2 separate regions of the Anser cygnoides genome follow, and region 1 is linked to region 2. Evidence: chromatin contacts called from public Hi-C data. All regions are on one chromosome and are shown on one strand. Each heading gives the region's core, a stretch centred on a gene start, on an enhancer-like site or on the middle of the called end of the contact. The rest is flanking DNA. Distances are from core to core; before and after follow the strand shown.

What was found. A called contact is a pair of places that touch in the nucleus more often than the background predicts.
Region 1: a contact with region 2 is called in a Hi-C map of liver, with 4 times the contacts expected there. The contact joins the enhancer-like site here to the promoter of ATP5PO in region 2. A contact is called at or near these places in 3 of 7 Hi-C or Micro-C datasets (granulosa cells and liver).

What each region holds. Positions count from the first base shown.
Region 1 is chr1:113,812,831-113,819,068 of Taihu_goose_T2T_genome, forward strand. No RefSeq gene overlaps it. Among named protein-coding and RNA genes, the nearest start is that of KCNE2, 90 kb to the right of the region's middle. Within about 2 kb of position 1,916, at least 1 of the 3 cell types and tissues checked has open chromatin away from gene starts, as enhancers often do. A contact at or near this core is called in liver, where this site is marked.
Region 2 is chr1:113,647,226-113,652,551 of Taihu_goose_T2T_genome, forward strand. It overlaps ATP5PO (ATP synthase peripheral stalk subunit OSCP), which reads right to left and starts at 3,062. Exons shown (of 7, transcript XM_048071552.2): 1 at 2,955-3,062; 2 at 2,789-2,839; 3 at 2,593-2,703; 4 at 2,189-2,318; 5 at 1,960-2,072; 6 at 369-455; 7 at 1-67. The coding sequence starts at 2,984. LOC106043402 (a long non-coding RNA gene) reads left to right here and starts at 3,112. Exons shown (of 7, transcript XR_010825360.1): 1 at 3,112-3,729; 2 at 4,837-4,932.

The DNA of each region.
Region 1 (6,238 bases), core at 666-3,165, 160 kb after region 2:
GCAGAGAGAGGTAGAGGTGAGGACATCTGCATGCCCCACTGAGGCTCGGCTGCATCCAGCAAGGCAGCTCCAGGCTTCCTTTGTGCCTGTCCCAAGCGGTAAATGAGGTGCCAGATTGCTGTGTCTTGTGTGCAGAAGCTCAGCAGGCTGAGAAGCAATTCCCCTCTCCTGTCCTCCTCAGAGGGGGGGTCTTCCGAGGAAGGCTGCTGCTCAACGCGCCACAGGAGATGACCTGAGAGGAGCCTGCGGTCAGTACTCCCCGCCTGTTAGCAGGGGTGGAGGCAACCCCTAATAGTCTGAACACTCAAGTGCATTGATAGTCTGCTTAAAATAGAGTGGCGGGGAGTTTTACGACAATCCTGCAGTCTCTTGGGAAACTCTGATGAAGCAAATGGTTCAATGCAAATAAAACCAGACAGGTCAGGAAGAAGCTTTTCAAGCATAAAATACCAGGCCCAGAAATATCAACTGAAAAATGTGCAAACTTTTTTTTTTTTTTTTTTAAATGTGAAGTCTATACGAAGTTAGCCTTGCTGGTTGTAACCATTTCCTCAGCTCCCACACAGCAGTCTGTCTTCATTTGCTGCTATGTTTTGTTTAGAATCAAAGCTTTCACGGACTGCGATCTATCTGCTTTATGTGTTTGTAAAGCTCCATATACGTCTCGGGAGTTGTTTGAACAGTAATATTAAGTAAATAGAAGCTAGTTTGGGCTGAAATGCTATAAAATATATACTTCAAAGTCCTGTAAGGTTCTTGATTAAGTATATATTTGATTTGGGACCGCACCTATGTGTGAAATCAGATGACAGAGGTCCAGGTGAGCTCTCAAAGTGTAAGCCAGATGTGTTGTGAAGCTGTTTTCATTCTTATTAAGCCCCTGGTGCAATCTGAAAGGATAGTCTTTCCCAGACTTCTGTGGTACAAGCCTGGAGTTTTCAATAAAAGTAGAGAAATGAAAGTACAGATTAGAGCATCTGCTTTTTTTTTTTTTTTTTTTTTTTTTTTTTGCTAAGTGACAGTTGTTGATAAACTGGGTCATCTGAAAAGTGTCTGGAAGTGGGATTCATGTTACTGAACTTTAGAAGTCTGGGGGTAGGTGTCTACACCAGAGCTGCTCCCCTGAGGACTTTGTTGCCCTAATTTTGGTACCTGCTTGAGGGTGGGATGAATCATGCCCTGCAAAGCACCTCAGCTGGCTGACTACAAAGGAAGCCTAGCTCAGCGGTTGGCAACTGCATTGGGGGAAGCCTGCATTTGGAGTAGACGAATCCCGAATCAGAGGTTTTTATGCACAACAACAAGATGATTGATACCGTGAAGGAAAATTTTGTTCCTTTCACAGCAGGATGGAGGTGATGGGATCTCTGGGAAATACAGCGTATTGGGTTTTCCTAGGATGCTTTTGCTTCTTGGAGCTGGTCCTGGAAATGGTACTAAGGAGAACTATGCAAGGTAGAGCTTATTTTTCCAGGCTTGTATTTGAGAGTATCATAAAACCTGGCAGAGGGCATATCTTCATGGGCAGGTACAGGCTAACTTCTACCCAGAAGTCAAATAGCTGCATTAGCACACCTAGCCAAGAAGCCATCCTGGAGAGCAGAGAAGACCTGAGCTCTGCCTGTACATGTCCACACAGGCATGATCTGAAGCAGTTGTCTAAGAAGGATGGCAAAAACCTACTGCTGGAATTGAGAAAGGTCCGGACCCAGCTTCTCTGAGGTACATACAAAAGGTTACACACAGTGAAATACTGGGCAACCAGAAGTGCCCTTGATGTAGCCTGAGCAGCTACATTACAGGAAATGTTTTAGTGATGAGGGAGTATGAGTAGTTAGGGACGGAAGGGCTGTGGAAATAGCAGAGAAGCAATCTTGGAGAAACTGTCATGATTCATAATAGCTGGGCATTACAGGGTAGCCAGAGTCAGAGCAGTCCAAGCAGGTACAAAGTCAGCATCAAGCCCCAAGCCTCTCTGTCTCACTGTTGTTCACAAAAGCAAGCGGGGAGCTGAGGCACATGAGGCACTCTGGGACACTTCTGGCAGCATGTCCATGGCACAAAATCGCTGTTGTGTGATCTAGCTAGCAGCAGCGACCGTTCACAGCCTGCCCACACAACCATGCCTTCAGCTGCTACGTGACCTGGCAGTGCAGAGCGTTCACATGACTGAGGGATGAACTATGGCCTCAGAAGATGCAAACAGAATATAACATGTGATATCGAGCTGTTTATAGCAAGGTGTTACTAGTTGCCTTGAAGCAAAATCTTTGCTCCATAGTAAGCTCCTCGCACAGTGAAAGGGGAGGAAAAAAAATAGATGAGGCCTAGTCGGAAGGTAAGAAATGTGGGCTGAGACGTTCTCTAATTGCAAAATGGAGGGTCTACAATCACAGGCAGCCTCTGTACACATGAGAAAAAGAAAGCCAACAGACAGAAACGGTTATGTGTGTCATCATGAGAAAAAGCAGAACTGACAGAAGGGGGAGACTTAGTAACTGTGAGCAAGAAAATATTCTGCTGTCATTTGTTTCTACTTTTTTTTTTTCTTTTTCTTTCTGGGAAATAGGACTTTGTGGGCACACTTTGTAAATAGGATCTCACCAAAGAATCTCTCTGATGTTGTCATTAATTTTTTCCTCCTTCCATAAACAAGCCTAATAGAAACTAGCTCTAATAGCGCGGTAGAATGTGCCCTCAGGAAAAAAAAAAAAAGAAAAAAAGAAAAAAAAAAGACAAGTTGCTTGAAGAGAAAAATCTTGGAAATATGATTTGTGGCACAGTTTTTATTTAGATCCGGATGTAGGATAAGATATATCCATATTTGGCTCGAACTCTTGACATGAGATTTAGAAGAGAAAAAAAAAGGGTCCCCATCTGAACTGAGGACCCGAGAAAACTTAGGTTCCAGGCATATCCACATGAGACTTTCCAAGATAAATTAACAGCAGGCCAATTTGTAGATATTCAGCTGGACTTCTTTCTACGGACAGAGATGTGAAAGAAGGCTAAGAACACTTCACACAGCTGTGTGATTTTCCAGGGGAAGTGACCCTCCATTTGTAGCAGCCCACCAGGAGAGCAAGCAGACAAAAAGGTAGAATTCAATTGCTAGGAACCCTATTAGTCAAGATTTGCTCCTGGTAGGCATCAAAGTCAAAAGGCAATTATAGGTTGGTCTATGATATTTTTCAGCTCTGGGAAACATTGTTATATCTGATTTAGAAAACAAGAGGATAACGCAGAAATTCGGGAAGACTGTTCAGCTAATTGCTGTTGTGGTGATCAAGAAGAACTGGCTAGAAAAGGGTTGCCATCTCTTTAAAGCTGGCCAGGAGAGAGACTCACAGCAGCCTAGGGAAAGGTCCTTGGAACCAAGATGCTGAAGTTCAGCTCTTGTGTCGAAAGGTGGTTTTGGGTCTGGGAACTGGGCAAGAACAGAGGACATTTGTCTACTGAACAGGCAGTAAGGCTATGAAATGCACAGCTGTGACAGACAGCAGTTATATATAGTCATTTCTTAGAGCTGTTAGCAGTCAAGAGAGCACTGTTCTTCAGGGTCTTGAGTTCCTGCCTGCATCTTAGCTGTGGGAGACAACAGAGTCAGTGCGAAAGAGAGGGAAGGGTGTTTAAAGTTCCCTGATAAAGCTTCAGGCTGGGAAGAGCTTTTTATTAATCTGTTATTCAATGTGAGTGCTGCTTATTGGCGCACAGATGAAACACCTAAGATTTGGCGGGGCGGGGGGAATCCTGAAAGCTCTGCTTTCTCCCAGGGTATGCAGTTCATTTCTGCACATAATTGAAAATTGGCCATGACATCTGCTGTATCTGTCAGGCGCTAGCACAGACACTGACAATTAGCAAACTTTCTCATGCAGTAGCTGAACACGCTGGTCGTTACCACAGCTGAGATTAGAACCAGGAACCACATGCTTCAGAGAAGCAGCTCCACCACTGTGTGATGTATGAACCAAGAGGAGGCTTCTTTCTAACCTTGCCAGTGCTCAGCTCGCTGAAGACGAACTTCAGCTATTTTCTCACATTCAGAAATCCCCATATTCTTGTAGGAAGTGGGAGGTCTAGACAAATGAAAGATTTTAGGCGCTCCTATTTGGGGAGCACCCGAGGGAAGGACTGTTTGAGTAATTTGTTTGTACAGTGCCTAAAATAAAGGGGCCCTGATCTGTAGTGTTAAGGGAATAGAAATAATAACAACAACAGTAGTCTTTCCTTTTTCAGTGGGGGCTCCTTACAGGATGAACGTAGAACGCAGTGGGCTGGACTTGGCCTGCGACAGACTTGTAAAATTGTTTTTCTTTTTATTCTTTTTATTATTATTTTTAAGCTCTGTGTGGATAGACTCTTTCTGACATCTGAATATGACTTATGCTCTATCGATGTGACGAGGAGGAATGTGAGAGCTGGCTCTGCCTTTGGGTATAGGCAGATAGGTTTCTATTGAAGACGGAGGGTTGGACAAATGCATCCAAGTATGGAATTTGAAGTACCAAAATTACATCCTGTGAGTTCTGAGTACACAGTGACCACACTACAGGTTGTTGATTTCCAGACCTGCTTTATAACTGGTGGTTTTCTCCGTGTGACAGACAGGAGACAGCCCTTCTCAAGGACTCTGACAGCCCTGGCTTTGTACAAATGCTTTATCTTCAGAGGATGCCCGCATGTCATGGGGCATTTACTGAGATGTGAAGGCACTGACTTGAATAAAAGCCGAGCACTCAGTGTTCCCAGCTCAGCCTGGCTCCCCTCTGGTAGATTTGAGGCACAGAGAGGGAGGGAATTGAGCTGTTCGGATCTTCCTTTTTGTTCAGATATAACTGCACAGAAAAGTAAATGAGTGCTTTCAGACTGAGTCCTCTCACTCCTCAGTAATGAAGATGCTGGTATGTGCATTGCTGTGTTTTCCTCCTTTAGCCTGTTAGCTGTTCATGCTACAGTGGAACTGCTCCCTGCTGAATTTCACTCGAGAGGCAGCTGCTCTTCATGGGCCAGGGTCACCAGCAGTAGAAGCTATCAAAGTGAGCTGGACTTTGGGGGGTTACAAGTTGCTTTTGACATGTTGCTTTGATCTCATCCTCTTCATCAAAGTTCCTGTGTAATGGCCTTATAAACACCTTGCCTCAAGGGTTGCGGAGCCCCATCTTCATCTTTTATGGTAGGTGGTACTGTGGGCTAATACTAAGAGAAGCTGCTCAACTAAGATGTTGGAAAGGTCAGTGCTGCCTTCAGCAAGGAAAAGTTGCTTTATCCTCATCTTTGCTGTACCCTGATCCTTGTTGTTTTACCCTGCAGTTTATTGAGTGCTGATTCCACAGAGGACTTCTCTTGCTTTTTTTTCTGATTGTTCTGTCACTGAATTGTGTAATTAATGACTTTAATATGGCAATCATAACGTGAGGCAGTAACAGAGACACTCTGACAACCAAAACAAGTGAAAACCCCTGTAAGATTAATGCTCTTGTTCTTTCTCCCATGGTAAAATGTCAGTATTTTAGGAGAGAAAATGTTTTCAGCTGTGCACAGAAGGGTTTTTATTTAAGTGACCACAATTTCAGAGTTTCCATTGTGTTCTCATTCTCCCTCTCTCTTTCTTTATGAACATGCTAGTATCATTTATTTAAATTTCTCCCTGTTTTCATTGGAATGTAGTTAATTGACTTGGAAGGAGTATAATCTCTTGAAGAAAAACATGCTTACCATGTAAATAGCTCCCTCTGAAAAGGTTTGCAAAAAAGCAGATTATGTACAAATTCTTAGAATGCTCAGTTGTGCCAAACACTGTTGAATTTATTTGTATTGGTCAAGTTCTGGCACCAAAATATGACATTTGTATGATTATTCACGTTGTTTATTAACTAATGTATAGCTGTAATAGTCTAATTACTAATGATCTTAGTATGGCCATGTAAGCTGTTCACAGCAATAGCACAAACCACATGCAATTTGGCTGGTTTCAAGTTTAAGCAGGGAAGTAAAAATTACTGGGTTTCATGCAGAACTGTTTGGCCCATGAACCTTTCATCAAATCTGCAAGAATAACTTATTTGTTTTTGGTTCCCCCCTCCCCTTCTCCCTACACACACCCCTATATTATGGAAAAGCTTAAATGAATGCTGTGTTTTTGTTATGTAACTTCAGGCCAGTGGCTGAAAATCGGCCGTATGATAGGTTTCCTGGTTGCTGATTGATCCAAACCAATGTCTTTGTGTACATATAG
Region 2 (5,326 bases), core at 1,812-4,311:
TTGTTGACATATCCACATACTTCTCCCCAATATTGACAATCATTCCACCAAGGACCGAAGGATCAGTCTAAAGAAGAAATATTGAACAGGAATTCCATTAGCAAAAATTTGCTAACCTAGTATACAATTTTTACATTTGTAAAAAGAGCCTTATTTACGACAATTTTGCAGACGCTACATTCCAAAGTTAAGATTTTAGTAATTAAAGCATCATCAGGTCTAAAAGAAAGCACAGAAGTGTATTAAATAAAATGAATACACACCATATTTTTATTGTTTGTTCCTTTTTAAAGAAAAAAGATCAGAGAGAGAGAAGCCCAATTTAATATTAACTTGATTAAATATATGTATAAATCAGAAATCCGTACCTTGGTCTCCAGCTTCAAGACCTCTCCCTTCGCCAAGAATCCGTTCAGAGCACTTTTTAGGTCAGTAAGACTGGCATCATCCAAGGGCTGAAAGATTTGAACAGAAGACCAGGAAAGTGAAGGACTTCAAAAAAAATCAAATGATATAATGAGAATGCTAATTTTTCTCTTCAGATTCTTATAATGAAAGGCACTTCCAGGAAGGCAGAGTAAGCAGCCTTCTTGGACAGCAATAACCACATGACAGCACAGATTGTGTTCTCTGCATACGTATTTCTAGCAACAGCTTAATGTTAACATCTTCAGAAAGCAAGCATATTTACTTGCCAAACTGAGCACTCAACAGAAGACCTTCACAGCATCATTTAGGCTACATAAGAAAAGATAATTTTTGCTGTTTCTAACAGTTCAGATTATCTGCTTAAGAAAAAAGTTTGACAAAGCACGGGACAGCGACTCAGGACACGGGCAGAGAGCACCCAGCCCTGCTGCTCTCAGCTAACTACACCTCTCTCCATCACCATGGAGGAACTCTGCATCCCTGGGGGAGAGGCACTGTGAAAACGCCCTTGCGTTCCCAGTGAGCTGCTCATACATCACTGTGACAGAAATGGAAAATATCTCACAGAGGAGCAATGGTATTGCATTACCTGAAATGTAAATAATTTCTATTTAATAGCTAACTGTTGAGAGCTAAAAGAAACCATCACCACAACCACCAAAACAGGCAGCAGGAGAGTAACTTTACTTATGAATTATTTGGGAAAATTCATGAAAAGGTTTACAAAGGCTTTTGAGTTTACACATCCCTGAAGGCTATCAACTAGATTAACAGTCTGTCCTTGTGGCCTACAGAGAGCCAGTCACCCTGAGATAGGTGAGTCTTTTTACTTAGTCCACTAGGCAGTTCATTTTAGCCCCACTCAAGGGCAAAAGAGTTACTTTACATACACAGCAGGCAAGCTTCCTGCTGTAACAGACCTGGGCATGGATCCATCACCAAAGAAATTACTGAAGTGCCAGAATCCCCACATCTCCAGCCTTAACTTTACAGCTTACAGAGACATCATCTTCGCTCTCACCTTTATAAGCATCAGCAAAAAGCGTCTGCCTTTGAAAAAATCCTCCCACAGCTCCAGAATTAGCTACTTGCCCAATAACTGCATGCAGCGAATTAAGTAGCTGCTTCTTGTGAAGCACAGTACCAAACACCACAGGCATTTTTAGTCCTCAGCTATCTGCCTTGCTCTAGCTAATAGCTGATCTGTTAGCTCTGACCTGATCAGTACCATCTTGGTGACAGAAATAAGAGCAGAGGCAGACAAGGCTGACTTCTATCAGCCATAGGGTTCACACACAGGAATTATGTTACCTGTTAAGCTGATACAGGAGGAACGCATTCAATTGCTGACCAACAACTATTGGATATCAAAACGCTACTTGCAGAGAGACTTTCATCCTAGGAGAGGTGAGATTTTTCCTCACTACTCACACAGCAAGACGCTTATATTACAGAAAGCAAAATAAAACTAAAGAGGTCTGCCTTTTATGTCACTATCTGTTAGGGTCAACCTAGAGATTCCTGACCTACCTGTGCAGTGGTGACCGTGCACAGCACCTCTCCTCGGTACGCGCTCATGATCTTCCCAAAGGCAGAAACAATGCCTGGAGTGTAGCGCAAGCGACCGTTTTCAGCAAGCAAGTCTGGAAGAGGTAGATGTATTGAAAGGGTTTAAAGCAACCACTAGAAGCAGATCTGGTTAGCAACCAGTAATAACCGGTAGCCTTGGATGTTTTTCAAAATTCAAATGATTACTCACTCATCAGGTTGACAGTAATAGGGGACATCTTCTCTTTTGCTAAAGCATCATTTACAGCTTTTTGTTTAACTGTGCTCTTGGTATGAGGGTTCATAACAACACTGGACAGTTTGGGGTCCTTCAAAAGAGTCTAAGAGGACACACGTGCAACGTTATAAAAAACACAAGTTCTCCAAGCCTAAACAAACCGTCCAAGTGGGCAACAAGGTCACTCCTCGAGCAAGCCCGAAAAGATGAGAAGCATGCAGGTGGGACGACGACAGCCCCAGGTGCAGCTCATTTACGGGAGGTTTCTTTTAGGGGTGATGCTCCTCCTTCCCCGCCTGGGCCCACAGACCCACCTCCCTCCCACCAGGCAGGGCCACCCCGACACCCGGGGCGACGCGGGGCGCCGGGCTCCTTACCCACACGCGGAGCAGCTCCTTCTCCACCTGCTCCAGCTTCTTCTGCTTGGTGGCGGCCGAGTACAGCGCCGTGGCGTAGCGGCCCTCCAGCCCGTACACCTGCACGGGGGGCTGCGGGCGACAGCGCGGCTCAGGGGAGCCCCGGGACGGGGACGCGGCGGCTCCGACCCGCCCCCCGCACCCGCTCCCCGCTCACCTTGACCAGCTTGGACACCGGCCTCGCCGCCGACGTGCTCAGCTGCCGCACCTGCGGGACGCACAGCGGTGGCCTCGCACCCCCTCGCCGCCTCCCCTCGCCCCGCACGGCGAGGGGAGAGCCCGGCGAGAGCCCCCACCAGCCCCCCGCCGCCCCCCGCCATCACCTTCAGGGCCAGCCCCGCCGCCGCCGCCATTTTGTCCGCCCGCCCGCCGCTCGAGGTCACGGCGCCGCCCGGCCCCGTGTGGAGGCAGCGCGCAGGCACGGCGGCCGCACCGCCCCCTCTGCGGCCCGCCGGGGGATGTAGTTCTGTAGTTGTGCGCCATCGCTGTCCTCCCTCAGCGCTGTGGGCGTCCTTAGGTACGGCGCCCTCCGAGCAGCCTCGGCGGGCCCGGCTGGGAGAAATAGCCGAGGGCTTCGGCGCCCCGCAAGCCCGCGGGGTGAGGCCAGGCTTTGGTGGCTGTGCTGCTCGGTGGAGGAGGCGGTTGTGCCCGGCTCGAGGGCAAACGAAGTGGCTTTCCTCAGGAAAACCCGCGGGCAGGGGTCTGTGTGGGGGTCTCGACCCAGCACCTGCCTGCTTTGCCTGTCATAGGTCTAGTGACAAGCTGCCCGCAGCCCTCGGGTTGCTTGGGGCTGTGCTGGTGGAGGGGAGGCCTGCGGGGCTGCAGCCCCTCCTTCGGGGTCACCCCACGTCCCCCCTGCCGCCCCAACCCCTTCCTCGCTTCCCACAAGGGTCCTGTAGTTACACAACCCTGCATCCCTCTGTTCGGCTGTAGAGAGCAAGCCTCTCGCAAACTCTGCAGTGGAGAAAATGTCATGTTTCCCGCAGATGTTTCTGCTGTCCTCTAATGTGGTGAAACTGCCTCTGAGATACAACGAGCTGTTTCCTCCCCTCAGATAAATTAGGTCCATATATCTTCTGGGACAAAGAGATCTTCCAGGTAAAGCACAGTGTAGGTAGGCAGGCTGCATTTCAGCTCTGACTTTGCCAGAGTCTCCCAGTGCGACCTTACGCAGCTCGCTCAGCTCCTGCTGAACTGTCTTCAACAATTAAACACCTTCTCTCCCTGATTATTCCGTCTTCTCTGTAAACTAAAAGGATCAGCTGCTCACAGAGCTGTTTCAAAGTTTGAGTAATTATTTTCTGTGGTGTGAGCAGGTCAGGTGGAGGTGGTATTAAAATACGAAGCATTGCATTAATGGCAAGCATGCTACGTAAGTATGCAGGGCAGACTGGGAACACTAGATGTTGCTGTTGCTGCAAATTGAAAAATTAGTGCTCGCTAAAGCTACATCAAAAACAGAGAATTAGACTAGCACTCTTTAGGAAATAGAGTCTGAATAAGAAAGCTGGTATAGCATCCCATCAGAAATAAGATGCTATAACCAATATGTGTTATTCTGGATGCTGGAATTCAGCGCCTGCAATCACCAGTTGTATTTGCTCTGGGGACGTTCAAAGCCACAAGTATAGTTCATGATAGCTTTTACCATTCTAACACCATTCTTCTTGATATTTTTAATAACTACAGTACTAAGAAAAACACATCTAAAATGAAGAAAATGCTTTGTTTCTCTTTAAGGAAAAACATACATTGTTTATTTTTTGTGGTAATGTGCATACACTGAAACTTGGGAAAATTACAGAGAATGCATTTGTTTGAAATGGGGTCCTGTATCCAAAATTTCATTAGAGTAACTCTGAAACACTCTATGATCTTTTAGCACTCCATGATCTTTTAGCCACTATCCATCATATTTGAGCAGTTGTGACAGTCCAGTGAAGTTCCCACTGACTGGAAAAGAGGAAATATAATGCCCATTTTTTAAAAGGGAAAAAAGTAAGACCTGGTGAACTACAGGTCAGTTACTCTCAGCTCTGTGCCCGGCAAGATCATGGAGCAGATCCTCCTGGATCCTATGCTAAGGCACATGGAAAATAAGAAGTTGATTGTTGACAGCCTCATTTGTTTTTTCCTTCTACAAAGCATTTGAACTCCCTGTAGTGCCTCTCATCATTTGACATTTACCTCTGTCCCTTGTTTCAGTGTGTTCATGTAGGTCCAATACCACTGAGCACTCAAGCACGTACTCCAATTACAAGCTCCTCCATGAGAAACAGCTGGAAGAACATCCACTTGCAGGTCTGTTGGTTTATGTGGAGGTCAGTGCTTGTGGCATTGTAAGCTCAGAGTACTCATTCTTAGGAAATATATTGATATTATAAGCATCATAACAAGCATTCTCCTGCTGAGACAGACTAGATTGAAATCCTACTAAATATATCCTCTCTACTTCTATTTGAGAAATCTTCAAAATAATTTGAGTTTAGATTAATTTAAACACACTCTGGTGCTTATTGAAGACATGAACTTCACACATGCCCAGCAGCCACAGAGCTCACTGTAATCAGCACTTTTAAGTCTCTAGAAAGAATGTGATAATTCTTTATTATTCTAGCAGTGGGGATGTGTTTCAAGCAGGGCCCAGCTGCATGAGCCATCATAAAACTCGTAGTAAGACAGACCATTCCACAGA